Linked DNA regions of Mus musculus: regions 2 and 3 are each linked to region 1. The links are chromatin contacts, called in public ChIA-PET and Hi-C maps. All regions are on one chromosome and are shown on one strand. The core of a region is the stretch at or near the end of the contact, and the rest is flanking DNA. Distances in the headings are between cores, read along the strand shown. Region 1 holds the start of Kifc1 (kinesin family member C1). Region 2 has its middle 16 kb from the start of Psmb9. Region 3 holds the start of Psmb8 (proteasome (prosome, macropain) subunit, beta type 8 (large multifunctional peptidase 7)).

Region 1 (4,130 bases), core at 53-2,552:
GTTGCGCACGCCTTTAATCCCAGCACTCGGGAGGCAGAGGCAGGCAGATTTCTGAGTTCGAGGCCAGCCTGGTCTACAGAGTGAGTTCCAGGACAGCCAGGGCTACACAGAGAAACCCTGTCTCAAAAAACCAAAAAAAAAAAAAAAAAAAAAAGAAACATACTATTTATTTATCCAGTTATGTATGTATGTATGTGTGTGTGTGTGTTTCTTTATTTATTTAAGACAGGGTCTCTCTACAGAGCCTGGCTGCCCTGGAATTTACTTTGTAGACCTGGTTGGCCTTGAACTCAAGAGATCTGTCTGCCTCTGCATTCTGAGTACTGGGAACTGGGATTAAAGGCGTGTGCCACCAAGCCTGGCTTCTAGTTTTGTTTTGATTTTTTAATCTAAAAGATTGTTTATTGACCTGGGCATGGTGGCACAGGGTAGCCCTAGCATCTCTGAGTTCAAGGCCAGCCTGTTCTACAAATAGAATTCCAAGACAGTCAGGGCTACACAGAGAAACCCAATCTCGAAAAAACAAAATAAATATATATGTAATTTATGTGTTTTATATATATATATATATATATATATATATATATGCTTATATATATAATACGTACTATTGGGTATTATTTATATGTGTAAAGATATATGTTTATGTATATAATACATATTGTTTATGTATAATATATAATATTGGAGGCAGGAGGGGCACAGAAAACTTTGTGGCGAATTAGTTCTCACCTTCCACATTATATGAGTTTCAGGGATAACCAGTTTGCTATCCTCCCGGCCCTACTCTAGATTTATGACTTTATTACATCTCCAGATATGGGTTCCACTTTTTCTTCTTTGAGGACAGGTCAGCGCCATCAACCAGCTTCCACTTTTCGGACCTGAGAAAGTGGACCAAGAGCGACCTCGGTGTAACAGTCTCCAGTCTACAGGGTTGGCGAGGAGGTGTGCAAGTTCAGCAGTATCCGCTAGGTGGCGCTCGCTCCGCCCCGACCCCGCTCAGGCACATGCGTATTGCCTCCCCCACGCCACTCCTCCACACAAGCGCACTTCTGACGCAACCAGAGACCTCAGGAAGCCGCGCTCGGCGCTCGGGAGGGGGAGAGGGAGAAAAGAGGAAGAGCGGATCCGGAAGTAGGATCCAAGGGGTCTAGTTCTGGTGCTCTAGCGGACTAGAAGAGTCGCGACTCAGGGGGCGTGGCCCCGGAGGCGGAGGGCACCGTGATTGGCTCGCGACCGCGGCGCCGGCGCGGATTGGCCTCTGCGGATTGAAGTGCGTTGACTGCGCGGAGGTTGAAATTCAAAAGTGGCGGGTGTGGCTGATTGGCCTGGCTCCTGGACAGCCTGGCTTCGGCGTTTTGCGGCGCGAGCCCTTGAGAGGACGCGGGTCTCATCGTCCTGCCTGCTGCCTTTGCACCCTTTCTGTGCGGACCACCATGGACGTGCAGGCGCAGGTGAGTGCGGCGGAGACGACCTCGCGCCAAGATCGGAGGACGCAGGCCGGCCGCCCGGAGACCCGCGTCCCGGGGACAGGTCGGGGCAAGCCGTCCTGCAGGGGAGGGTCGCACCGCCTCGCGCCCAGGACACCAGCGGCCGAGTCAGTGAGGGCAACACACACACACACACACACACACACACACACACACACACGGCGAGGTCCCAGGACAGTCGCAGCGACGTTGGCCCGCCATTCCAGTCGTGCAGGCGCGACCATCCCGTGTCCCTTATCCCCCTCCAGCATTTCCCATTTCGAATTCTCAAGCGGATTCGACATGTTTGTGCTTCTCAGTTCTTACAGATCGCCTTGTGGGAGAAGCGAGGGTTCTGAAAGAGGCCTTGTCGCTTGTCCGCAAAGTACCTTTCTTGCTGATGACCTGTTGTGTTGCTGCTGGATCGGGATAGAGGAAGGGGAGAGGAGAAATGGGGGCATCGGCCCAGAGGATCCTTATTCCCTCGCCTGCCTCTTCCTTTTGCTCATTTGGACTGCTGACTAGTTTATGGGGGTGCCCTTCTTCACCACAAGCATCTGAGGCGTATGTGTGTGGCAATTAATGGACTGATCTCTCTGGTGTCAGGAAAGACCGGCCTGCATTCTTTGTTTACCAGCATTTCAGTCTAGACTGACTCACAGTCGGTGTTCAGCTTGAAGAGACTTTCTGGTATACTCACAGCCAAAAGGGAGAGCACTGCACTGTGACAGGTGACAGTTAAAAAGTAAAATAGTTTTTCTCAGATTTGTTCCTGCAGTATTTGCCAAGCATCTTCTGGCCCTGCACAGCTGTACTTATGTAGGAGACAGGAGTCCTAGCTACCAGTGAGCTGACACTCCCTGGGGAGACAGACATAATACAATTTGTATCTCTATTGGGAGGGAGTGAAGGACAGTAAAGGTTCAAGCAGATGGAAGGGGAAGAAGAAAGCTAGGAGGAACAACATTAACTAAGGTATGGAGAGTTAAAACTGGAAGGAAGAGGTCTGTGGTGCAGTGCTAGGCGAGCATCCAAGAAACACCTGGGTCTATAGTCCCCTGAACCAAAAGCAACGAACCATCCTGAAGTCAGTTGTGCACCTGAGGTCACCTGTGTGGAGGCTCAGACCAGAGCTTGGAGATTCAGGCCAGTGATACATTGTCTCAAAAAAAAAAAAAAAAACCAATATAAATTTGACCTAGTAACCTGAAGCTGGTAGCATGCCCAAGAATAGCAGGGTTTGCTTGCTGATTTGTTGTTGTTGTTTTGTTTGTTTGTTGTTGTTGTTTTGTGGTTTGTTTGTTGTTGTTTTGTGGTGGTGGTAGCTGTTTTCCCTGTGTAACCCTGGCTGTCCTAGAACTCACTCTGTAGACCAGGCTGGCTTAGAACTCAGAGATCTGCCTGCCTCTGCCTCCCGAGTGCTGGGGTTAAAGGTGTGCGCCATCAGTGCCCAGCTGTACTGTGTGTTAAGTGTGTCTGAGAGAAGAGGTCCTTGTGTCTCCCTTTCGGCAGGGAGAGAGAGATTTATACTGGTTAGAGTTGTCCAGAAAAAGCATGAAAAACATAAAAGGTAGTGCTTTTCAATTACTCAGTAATAAAGTTGGGTTTTTTGTATTTTGAAATAGGGTCTTACCATGTTACTCTGGCTAGTCTAGAACTGGCTAGAACTGGTGTACCCACTGCTTCTGCCTCCAGAGAGTTGGGATCACCGCTCTTGGCTTTGTTATTGTTTACTTTTTTTTTTTTTAAGGAAAATGTATGAGAACCAATTTAGTGAACCATCTTTTTTTTTTTTTTTTTTTTTTTTAAATCGCTGTCAAGGTGTGACTTTTTACATTATGGTGTAACATTGTTCTCTACAAACTCTGCCTCCCTCATAGCTTAGCCTGGGATGCATATGGCTGTGGCAGCTAAGGAATTGGTTACTGTACTGGCTAATTTGTGTCTACTTGACACAGGCTGGAGTTATCACAGAGAAAGGAGCTTCAGTTGGGGGAATGCCTCCATGAGATCCAGCTGTAAAGCATTATCTTAATTAGTGATCAAGGGGGAAAGGCCCCTTGTGGGTGGGACCATCTCTGGGCTGGTAGTCTTGCTCTCTTCTATAAGAGAGCAGGCTGAGCAAGCCAGGGGAAATTAGCCAATAAAGAACATCCCTCCATGGCCTCTGCATCAGCTCCTGCTTCCTGACCTGCTTGAGTTCCAGTCCTGACTTCCTTGGTGATGAACAACAATGTGCAAGTGTAAGCCGAATAAACCCTTTCCTCCCCAACTTGCTTCTTGGTCATGATGTTTGTGCAGGAATAGAAACCCTGACTAAGATAGTTATTTTATAAGTTATAGAGATGCTGCAACCCCTTGTCCTGTCCTGTCCCTAACCCCACCCCATCCATGTAGCCCAGACTGACCTGGAATTTTATGTAGCTATGGATGGATGGCCAGGACAGCTTCTTTTAAATGCTCTACCCAGAGAGTCAGTGAGTTGAGTGCAAAGTTTAAAGTGCACACGAGCTGAGGGAGACTGGAAACAGTGGTGGGCCCATGCCCATGTTCACTGCCAGAAAGTTCAAGTAGTGCTGCAGCTATCAGCTTGGAGAGCTTAGGATTTGCAACCAAAGCTGTCTGTTTATTTACTCTGGGGTGTGTGTGGCTGCCATC
Region 2 (4,152 bases), core at 391-2,890, 280 kb before region 1:
TGAGAGATGGCCCAGTGCGAGCCGTGTGGCAGGGCTGGTGAGTTGGTGGCAGAGAGACTGAGCGAGCGAGATCACCTGGCACAGGGGCTAGCTCTAGAGAGTTGTTGGTGGCAACAGGAGCGCAGGAGCATGGCCTGGCCCCACTGAGAGTTGGCGGGTTCATTTTTTAATATTTCTTGAAACACACAGCAACCTGTAACTTCAGCTCCAGGATATCTGATGCCCTCTACTGGCCTCTGTGGGCACTGCACTCAGGTGCACATACACAGAAGCACACATAAAAGTAAAAATCAAAACTGAGTCTCTAAAAATTATGTTTTCAAAAAGTGTTTCAATTCAACTTCATGCATTGTGGTGGTCTGAGTGACTATAGCTCCCATAAGCGCACATTTTTGAGTGCCTTATCCCCAGTTGGGGAAGGTGTTTGGGAAGGATTAAGAGGTGTGGCCTTGGAGGAGGTGTGTTAGCTTTGGGTGGGGTGGACTTCAAGGTTTCAGAATCCCAGGCCACTCCAAGTTAGCTCTCCCTGCCCCACCTCTGCCCCCTGCTTGTGAACCAGGTGTGAGCTCCCATCCACTGCTATGGTGCTAAGCCATTTTGCCTGCTGCTATCGTCCCTGAAACTGTAAGCCCCAATAAACTCTGCTACAAGTTTGCCTTGGTCATGATGCTTTGTCGTGGCAATTGCAAAGTAATTAAGACGTGCATTCACCATTTCTTCTATCTGGCTTGTCTTAAGACTCAGATGAAATGAGACAGGGTGGCACACACCTGCAATCTTAGCATTTGGGAGAGTAAACAGGGAAATTTTAAGTTCAAAATCAGCCTAGGTGTCAGGCATGGTAGCATATACCTTTAATCCCAGCACTCTGGAGGCAGAGGCAGATTGATCTCTGAGGTCAAAGCCTGCCTGGTCTACAAAATGAATTTCAAGACAGCCAGGGCTACACAGAGAAACCCTGTCTTGGGGGGGGGGGGGGAATCTAAGAAAGAAAATATTCAGATGAGTTTTTTAAGACATTTTAATTTGACATGCATGAGTGTTTTGCCTGTGTGTATATGCAGCATGGGGTGGGTATTTCTCTCTCTCTCTCTCTCTCACTCTCTCTCTCTCTCTCTCTCTCTCTCTCTCTCTCTCTGTGTGTGTGTGTGTGTGTGTGTGTGTGTGTGTGTTGCTCATGGAGGCCAGAGAGAGTTCAGATTCCAGGAACTGGAGTTACAAACAGTTGTGAGGGGCTGGGGACCAAACCTGGGTGCTCTGCAAAAGCAGCCATCTCTCCAGCCCCTCCGGTAGATTTTTAAGTCCCCTGCTACAGTCTGATAGGAGGCAATGTCAGCTTAGATGTGTAATTTCCTTTCCGTTGTTCTATTTCCTACAAACATTCTTTGCCCTCAATGAAAGCATATGCAGTCGCTAAAATACTGGTAACATTCTACCCAGAGAAACGTTACCTTAGCGTTAAATATCCTCATTTAATTTCTGTTGCTGTAATAAACACCATAATCAAAAGCAAGCTGGGGAGGAAAGGGCTTATATGGTTTCCATATCCTGTTTCCGGTTTATCTTTGAGAAAAGTCAAGGCAGGAACTGAAGTAAGGCGTGAGCGGAACGCTGCTTCCTACCTACCCACGATTCACTCGCTTTGTCTTTTCAGAAACCCACGCCCACCTTCTCAGGGGTGGCACCGCCCACAGTGGGCTGTGCCCTTCCACATCAACCATTAATCAAGAAAATGGCCCACAAATTTGTCCACCGGTCAATTTGATGGATACATTTTCTCAATTGAGGGTCCTATTCCCTGTGTCAAAGTTAACACAAAACTAACCTGTACACCAAGCAAGATTTGAACTCTTGTTTTGCTTGTCTTCTCTTTTCCGGGTCTCCCCCCCCCCCAACACTTTAAATTTGATATTAGGATCGCTCTTTTAATAAGGACTAAGAAGTACCTAATTGTGTCAGGCTGAGTCGTGAGAGCACATGTCTTTGGCGCCACCTAGTGGACAAATGTGTAGTGGCTACCCAGTGAGAAAATCCACAGGTTTGGAAGTGTGGAGAGCTTGGTTATTTTATTATCCTGAATCCAAGGTATGAAGTTGAAAACAGCAACAGCTAAAGGAGATTCCAAAGAAAACCAGCCACCGTTTTCTAATCTCCACAGAGAGTGGAAGTTAGCCACCGTTAGAATCTTTGCCTCTATAGCAAGCGGATGGAATCTAGTGCCAGCAGAGCATTAAGTGTGAGCTGTCTCCCAGATAAACGCCTGCAGTCACCTACTCAGCCTGACACACCCAGTCTCCAGCATTTACTTAAAGGATAGCTTTGCCTGTGTGCTGACATCCCTGTATCACTAAAGTCCTAATTTACCAAATTTTCACTGTGGCCACAGAATTCCTTGGGTTTTTCAGCTTCTATTTTATTAACAAAAAACATTCCCTCTCAGATCAAAGGAATAAGAGATTTTGTTTTTCTGAACCTAATATAAGTAGATGGCCACAGTCCAGGGACAACGGCTCAGTTTGCCCTGTGGCAGGAAGACAGTTAAATAAGCGTTTTGATAGGAAGTCATAAATCAAGCCACCCGCCAAATACATTAGTAGGGATGTCAGGGCAAGTGGGTTACAGCAAAACAAGAAGTCTTTCTCTGCTGTAGATTTCAGGTACTATCTTATGGCACTCTGAGTTTGGGGATCAGTGGAAACCAGCAGTTTGCTAAGTTAATATACTCAAAATATTTTTCCCCTCATAGTTGAAAGGGTTATGATTGACAGCTTTAACCATCAACTTTACATGACTCACAATAACTTGGGAAGGGACTCTCAATGAAGGATTTTACACTGGGTTGGCCTGTGGGCATGTTTGTGAGGGGTTGTCTGAAGTTAATTGATATGGGAAGACCCAGCCCACTGTGGGTGGCACCATTCCCTAGGCAGGCATCCTGAAGCTCGTAAGAGCAGAGATGGTGAGCTTACCATAAGCAGGCAACACGCATACATTCCTTTCTCTCTGCTCTTGACTGAAGGTGTGAAGTGACCAGCTATTTCAGATTGCCACCTTACCTCCCCACAATGATAGACGTCACCTGGAATTGTCAAAACCTTCCTCCTATTTTTTGAGGGGGATGATCAGGGTATTTTTCCATCAACAGAAATGATTCTAGTTCAGGATGTCACATCAGCTTCAGAGGTGGACTCCAAATGACTTTAAGAATACTAAAGAAAGTGACTGATAAATAAATCTGACTTTAGAGCTTCAACTCCACAGCTCTCCACAATCAGGGAGTTCTAATCAGTAGGTCAACCTTACAGAGACTTGGACAATGGTGTGATTTCTTTTCTAGGAATATTCAAGAAATGATCTCTCATTCCACTGAGTCTGAGGCTGCCCAGAAACATCCACAAAAGGAGAGTTTAAATTTCCATTTAAAAATCATTAACAAGTTGTAGCCTGTAGGTGTCAGCAAAGACTGACAATGGGCAGGAAACCTGGCTGACCAGCGGGTGCAAAGCGGGTGTTCAGGGTTGATTCTGCCTTGTGTCTCTTTTTCCTGAGTGTGTGTGTGTCTGTCTGTCTGTCTGTCTGTTTCTCTCTGACTCTATCTCTCTCTTTCTGTATGTGTCTGTTTCTATGTCTCTCTGTGTCTCTCTCTCTTCTCTCTTTCTCTGCTGCCTCTGTCTCTGTTTGTCTCTGTGTGTGTCTGTCTATCTCTCCTGTCTCTTTCTGTGTGTGTGAGAGAGAGAGAGAGAGATGTGTCTGTCTGTCTGTCTGTCTTTCCCTCTGTGTCTGTCTGTCTATCTCTCCTATTTCTCTGTGTGTGTCTGTCTGTCTGTCTCTCTGTCTGTCTGTCTTTCTCTCTGTGTGTGTCTGTCTGTCTCTATGTCTCTCTGTGTCCCTCTCTTTCTTTCTTTCTGTGTGTGTGTGTGTGTGTATGTGTGTGTGCCTATCTATCTCTCTGTCTCTCCATCTCTGTCTCTCTCTCTGTCTCTGTGTGTGTGTGTGTGTGTGCATGTGTGTGTGTGTGTGTGTGTGTGTGTGTGTGTGTGTGTGTGTGCATGTAGCTATAACATGATCCCCAAATACACCCCGGATAGTCCTTGATGGATTTTTATTCTCTTTACTAACCAGGTTAAGAATTCCAGGGTTGTCCTTATTTCT
Region 3 (4,433 bases), core at 1,327-3,826, 310 kb before region 1:
GGAAAACATCTGTCCCGAGAGCCGAGTCCCATTGTCATCTACGTAGTAAAGTCCTGGTCCCTAGAAGATGGGAAACCATCCCGAGTTGAACTTGGTTTATTGATCATATCAAGACGCAAGTGTGACTTGTGGAGAGCAAGCAACATAGTGATGCCACCATAGAAATATTTGAGTTAAGACAGCACACTTTAGGGAGCTGGAGAGATGGCTCAGTGGTTAAGACCCCTGACTACTCTTCCAGAGGTCCTGAGTTCAACTGCCAGAATTGAACCACATGGTAGTTCACGACCATCTGTAACGGGATCCAGTGCCCTCTTCTGGTGTGTCTGAAGACAACAAGAGTGTACTCACATAAAATAAATAAATGAATTTTAAAAACAAAAACAAAAGACAGCACACTTTGGTAAACATCAAAACCTGGATCAAGCATGGGGGAGGGGAGGGTTCAATGGGTAAGACACCTCGGGGGGGGGGGGGGCTCACAGACATAGGCCACCCACCTTCTTGTCCCAGCCACAGATCATGCTGCCCATGGAGAGGCCCATCCCCCGGTACTGCAGCATCATGTTGGAAAGCAGCTTGGATGCTGCAGACACGGAGATGCGTTCCCCATTCCGAAGATAATACAACCTGTACGATCGATCGAGGAGGAGGAGGAGAGAGAAGGAGGCCTCAGGGGCGGCAGCTACACCTGCATTCATTTTCTCCCATAGCACGAGGGAGCAGGGATTGTAGAGATGAGTGTTTGGAAGGTATGGACTTGTGGGACGGGACATAAGAGTAAAGGAGAGTTTGGGAATTTAAAATCTCTGATCCGCATTTTAAAAGCCTAGTAAATGATACCACCCTGCAGGTTAAGTGACTGCCAGATTATCTGGTTTATAAGCAGGGACCCAGGCTAGGATTTGGGAGATTTTTAATCACATGAAGGAGATATATATATATATATATATATATATATATATATATATATATATATATATCCCTTATGGTTGCTAAAATGGATCACCCGATGGGGGTGTAAGTGACCTGGGACATGGTGGGGACGGGGGAGGGGCTGAACAAATGAGATGATAAAACCGGCCTACCTGCACTCCTTGGCCAACAGCCTCTCCCAGTACTGGCAGTCGGCTGCACAACCAGACATGGTGCCAAGCAGGTAAGGGTTAATCTCGATCACTTTGTTCATCCTTAAGGAGCCTGGAAGAGTTTTGAGATCAAAGAAATGAGCCCACAGCTCCCCACCCACCCCTCACCCCCCATCCCACCCCCACCCTCAGTGTGCTATAATGCCAGCTCTGTCTGAACTTCGGCCCAGGCCTTCTGCTCTACTGAGGGAACAGCTCCACGAGTCGGACCATTGGAGCACACATGGAGCACACATACTCACTAATGTAACTCCCTGCAGTGGCCCTGGAGTCCACAGCCACGATGACGCCATGCTGGAACTTGAAGGCGAGTGTGGTTGTGCCGTGGGCCATCTCAATTTGAACATTCCTTTCCTGGTCACCACCAAAGGACCTCAGGAATGCGGTGGGCTAAGAGATGCAAGAGGCAGAGGGGCACCTCAGTGCTAGGAGGCTCCTGGCAGGGTGGCAGAGTGAGGAGGGGTCTGCAGACTCTAGATGTCAGTAGCTCCGAAGAAAGAAAAGCAGGATTTAAGCCCACCAGCTTTCTGCTTTCCAGCACGTGGGAACAAAGGTCATGGTAGGCGACTTCAAGGTGTTTCCTAATCCGTGGCTCCTTTGGTTCTCGAAAGCACATTTTAATAACTTGCTCTCATTTTACAGTAGAGGGGCTTGAGACCTAGGCCATCTAATGTGTCGTAGGACACACAGGGTGGGTTGCTGAGACCAAGTAAGGCCACCAAAGTTCATAGGTCTTCCAAGACAACTGTACAGCCCCTGTAGTAGTTAGCAGTGAGTCTGTGGAAGGCATGGTGGTCTGTGCACTGTGTCTTGGGATTGGCACCAACCATCTTCTCAGTCTCGCTGTCTCAACTCCGTGCGTGACTCTCTCTCCTTCTGTCCCTCCCCCACCCCTTTCTCCCGCCTTCCCATGCCTTAATCTCCACGTTGGTTCTTCAGGGCTAGCCTCGATGCTGCTCTCCTGGACGGCCCCTCCTGGCGTCCTCACCTCCTCAGACCCAGGCAGACACTCCTTCCTCTGTGCCACCCACCACCACCCACCTCCTGCATCTCTCCAGAACGCCCTACAGTCCTCACCTGCATTCCCCGGGGAAGTGCGAGCTCCGGAGCTTGCGCGGAGAAACTGTAGTGTCCCGGGTCCGAGCGACCCCCGCTTCCCGCATCCAGGGCAGCCCACTCGGGCCGCTGCCCCCGAGCGGCACCGCACAGATCCAGTAACGCCATGACCACTTGGCCCCGAAGATCCGTCGACTCTGCGACAAGGAAGTGAAAGCGAAAGCCACAGTACCAAGGGGAGGGAACCAGTCCCCCACCCCCATCCCCTGCCCTTTCCGAGTAGAGCCCAGTTAATGGGTGTCTGAACTAAAACAATGTGTTGGGGACGAGTTTTCCTGCTGCCACATCAGTGAAACCAGCTAGAGAATGGGCTGTGGGGTGGAAGAAGAGGTGCGCCTTCGGAGGCCGCCTAGCAGTGGGGTGCGTGAAGACCCACAGGCGGGGGACGGGGGGGGGCATCTTCTGGGAACAGCGGAGGACTGAATAGGGTCCTATCTCCTAAAGAGGTTGTCTAGAACGTTGGAACCTGAGAGGAGTATTGAGCAGATCCACCTAGGCGTGCGTCCTGGGGATGGGGGCAGCACTCAAATAAATGAGCATCATTTTATAGAAACTGGAAAATGCGATAAATGGATGCACAGGGGTCTTTAGGTCCTGGGACAACCAGGAAAAAACGGAGAAAGACGAACCAAGGAGAGGACTCAGTCGGGCCTTTTCATGTGTCCCTCCTAGGGCCCCTCTTGGTTCAACAGTCTCACTACCCTGAGCCACCCACGAGGACGCGCCCTTGCCCGGGGCTGCTCACGTCGCGCAAGTCAGGGCTGCGCGCTCCTTCCTTGAATCCTCAACCCCACCTCTTCTTTGCAACCTTTATGGACATTATCTGCCCAGGAACTGCTGACGTCACACACCGGGCCCTCCCTGAATGGAAGAGATTTACTGGCTAATCCTATCCATTTCATTGAGATTATCCCGGCGTGTGCCGCTGAGGAGAAGATGAAAGAATCTGAACGGGCGGGCGAGGTTATCCAGTCTGATTTTCTGGGGTCCCCACCCGCGGCGCTACCGCGCTTCCTCCAGCCTCAGCGAGGAAGAGAAGGACTCCAAGATGCAGTTGCTGCTGCCTTGGGGTGCGGAGAGGGAGGGGCTGCCGCCCGGTCCAGCTCAGCACTAGGAGTCCGTGGGTGAGCAGTAAAGAGAAATGAGAGCCCCAGGAAATAAAAGCTGATGGACCCAGAAGTAAAACAGAATTCTGAAGAAGAACGGGACACTGTCCTGGGGGGGGGGGGGGGGCTGACTAACTCAGCTAGGACTTTGCGGGAGCTAAGAAACGGGAGAAGCCACAGTACAAAACACCAGTTTTATTACAAATATCAAACACCCATAGAACACCCAAATGCCAGCCTATGCCTTTGGTTAATTGCAAGCTGCTTGTCCTTTCTCTCTGTACACTTTGGGCGTTTCTTCTCATTCTATCACAACGCCACATAAACCAGGTTTGTGTGTGCATGCTGTGATACAAGCTCAGCACCGGGAGGGTGGAGACCGGAGATTTAGCAGCTCAGTGTTGGTGTGAGGTACCTGAAACCCCGTCTAATAGGGAGCGGGTCGGGGAAACACATTCGTGGTAAATTCCGGGTATCTCCTAGAGTTTACATTTTCTCATGTAACAAGCACCTCCGCTCCTCAACTGTCTCCGTGGGTGTGGTAATATCTTTGCTCCCAGGTTCTCTGTCACACAGAGTAGAGGACAGGAGGGGGACAGCACGCAGTGTGCAGTCCAGAGGCCTTGTCAGTCTGCAGGAGCCGCAAGAGCCTCTACCATGGCCCGGTAGCACCCTCCTCTCTTCATGAGCTGCAGGTGGGTGCCCTGCTCGCCGACAGAGCCTTCTCTGAGAAAGAGGATGTGGTGGGCCTGCTCTGCCAGGCTGAGCTGCTGGGTGATAAGAAGAACCGTCCGAGAAGCCCGCTTGGGGCTCTCATACAGGAGCCGCTGGACCTGGAGAAACACACAGACATTACAGTTCAGGGGACCCCTGTGCTTCCAGGGCTGGGACACATTGTCGATATCCCTGGTCTGCAGCACCCCTCCAAACCTATGACTTGTTAAGATGTCCTCACAAGAGGGGGGTACAGAGAGAGAGAGAGCGGAAGCATGATGGGGGAGGGGACTGAACAGTCTCTCATCTCTACCCATAAGCTGGGAAATTTGAAAAGGAAATTATTCTT

The links. A called contact is a pair of places that touch in the nucleus more often than the background predicts. ChIA-PET counts read pairs in DNA pulled down with a chosen protein or histone mark.
Region 2: a Hi-C map of the Ba/F3 cell line shows a contact between it and region 1, with 3 times the contacts expected there. The contact joins the enhancer-like site here to the promoter of Kifc1 in region 1. A contact is called at or near these places in 2 of 39 promoter capture datasets (the C10 cell line and the HPC-7 cell line), 1 of 484 Hi-C or Micro-C datasets (the Ba/F3 cell line) and 1 of 115 datasets of contacts at active chromatin or transcription factors (effector CD8 T cells).
Region 3: an RNA polymerase II ChIA-PET map of memory CD8 T cells shows a contact between it and region 1, with 11 read pairs. The contact joins the promoter of Psmb8 here to the promoter of Kifc1 in region 1. A contact is called at or near these places in 2 of 39 promoter capture datasets (the C10 cell line and the HPC-7 cell line) and 2 of 115 datasets of contacts at active chromatin or transcription factors (embryonic stem cells and memory CD8 T cells).

Annotation. Positions count from the first base shown.
Region 1 is chr17:33,887,805-33,891,934 of GRCm38.p6, reverse strand. Kifc1 (kinesin family member C1) reads left to right here and starts at 1,302. Exons shown (of 11, transcript NM_001195298.1): 1 at 1,302-1,457. The coding sequence starts at 1,440.
Region 2 is chr17:34,168,804-34,172,955 of GRCm38.p6, reverse strand. No RefSeq gene overlaps it. Among named protein-coding and RNA genes, the nearest start is that of Psmb9, 16 kb to the left of the region's middle. Within about 2 kb of position 1,640, at least 97 of the 459 cell types and tissues checked have an H3K27ac peak or open chromatin away from gene starts, as enhancers often do. A contact at or near this core is called in the Ba/F3 cell line, the HPC-7 cell line and effector CD8 T cells, where this site is marked.
Region 3 is chr17:34,196,338-34,200,770 of GRCm38.p6, reverse strand. Psmb8 (proteasome (prosome, macropain) subunit, beta type 8 (large multifunctional peptidase 7)) reads right to left here and starts at 2,576. Exons shown (of 6, transcript NM_010724.2): 1 at 2,226-2,576; 2 at 1,391-1,538; 3 at 1,089-1,200; 4 at 501-630; 5 at 1-60. The coding sequence starts at 2,372. It overlaps Tap1 (transporter 1, ATP-binding cassette, sub-family B (MDR/TAP)), which reads right to left. Exons shown (of 11, transcript NM_013683.2): 11 at 3,546-4,203. The coding sequence ends at 3,997.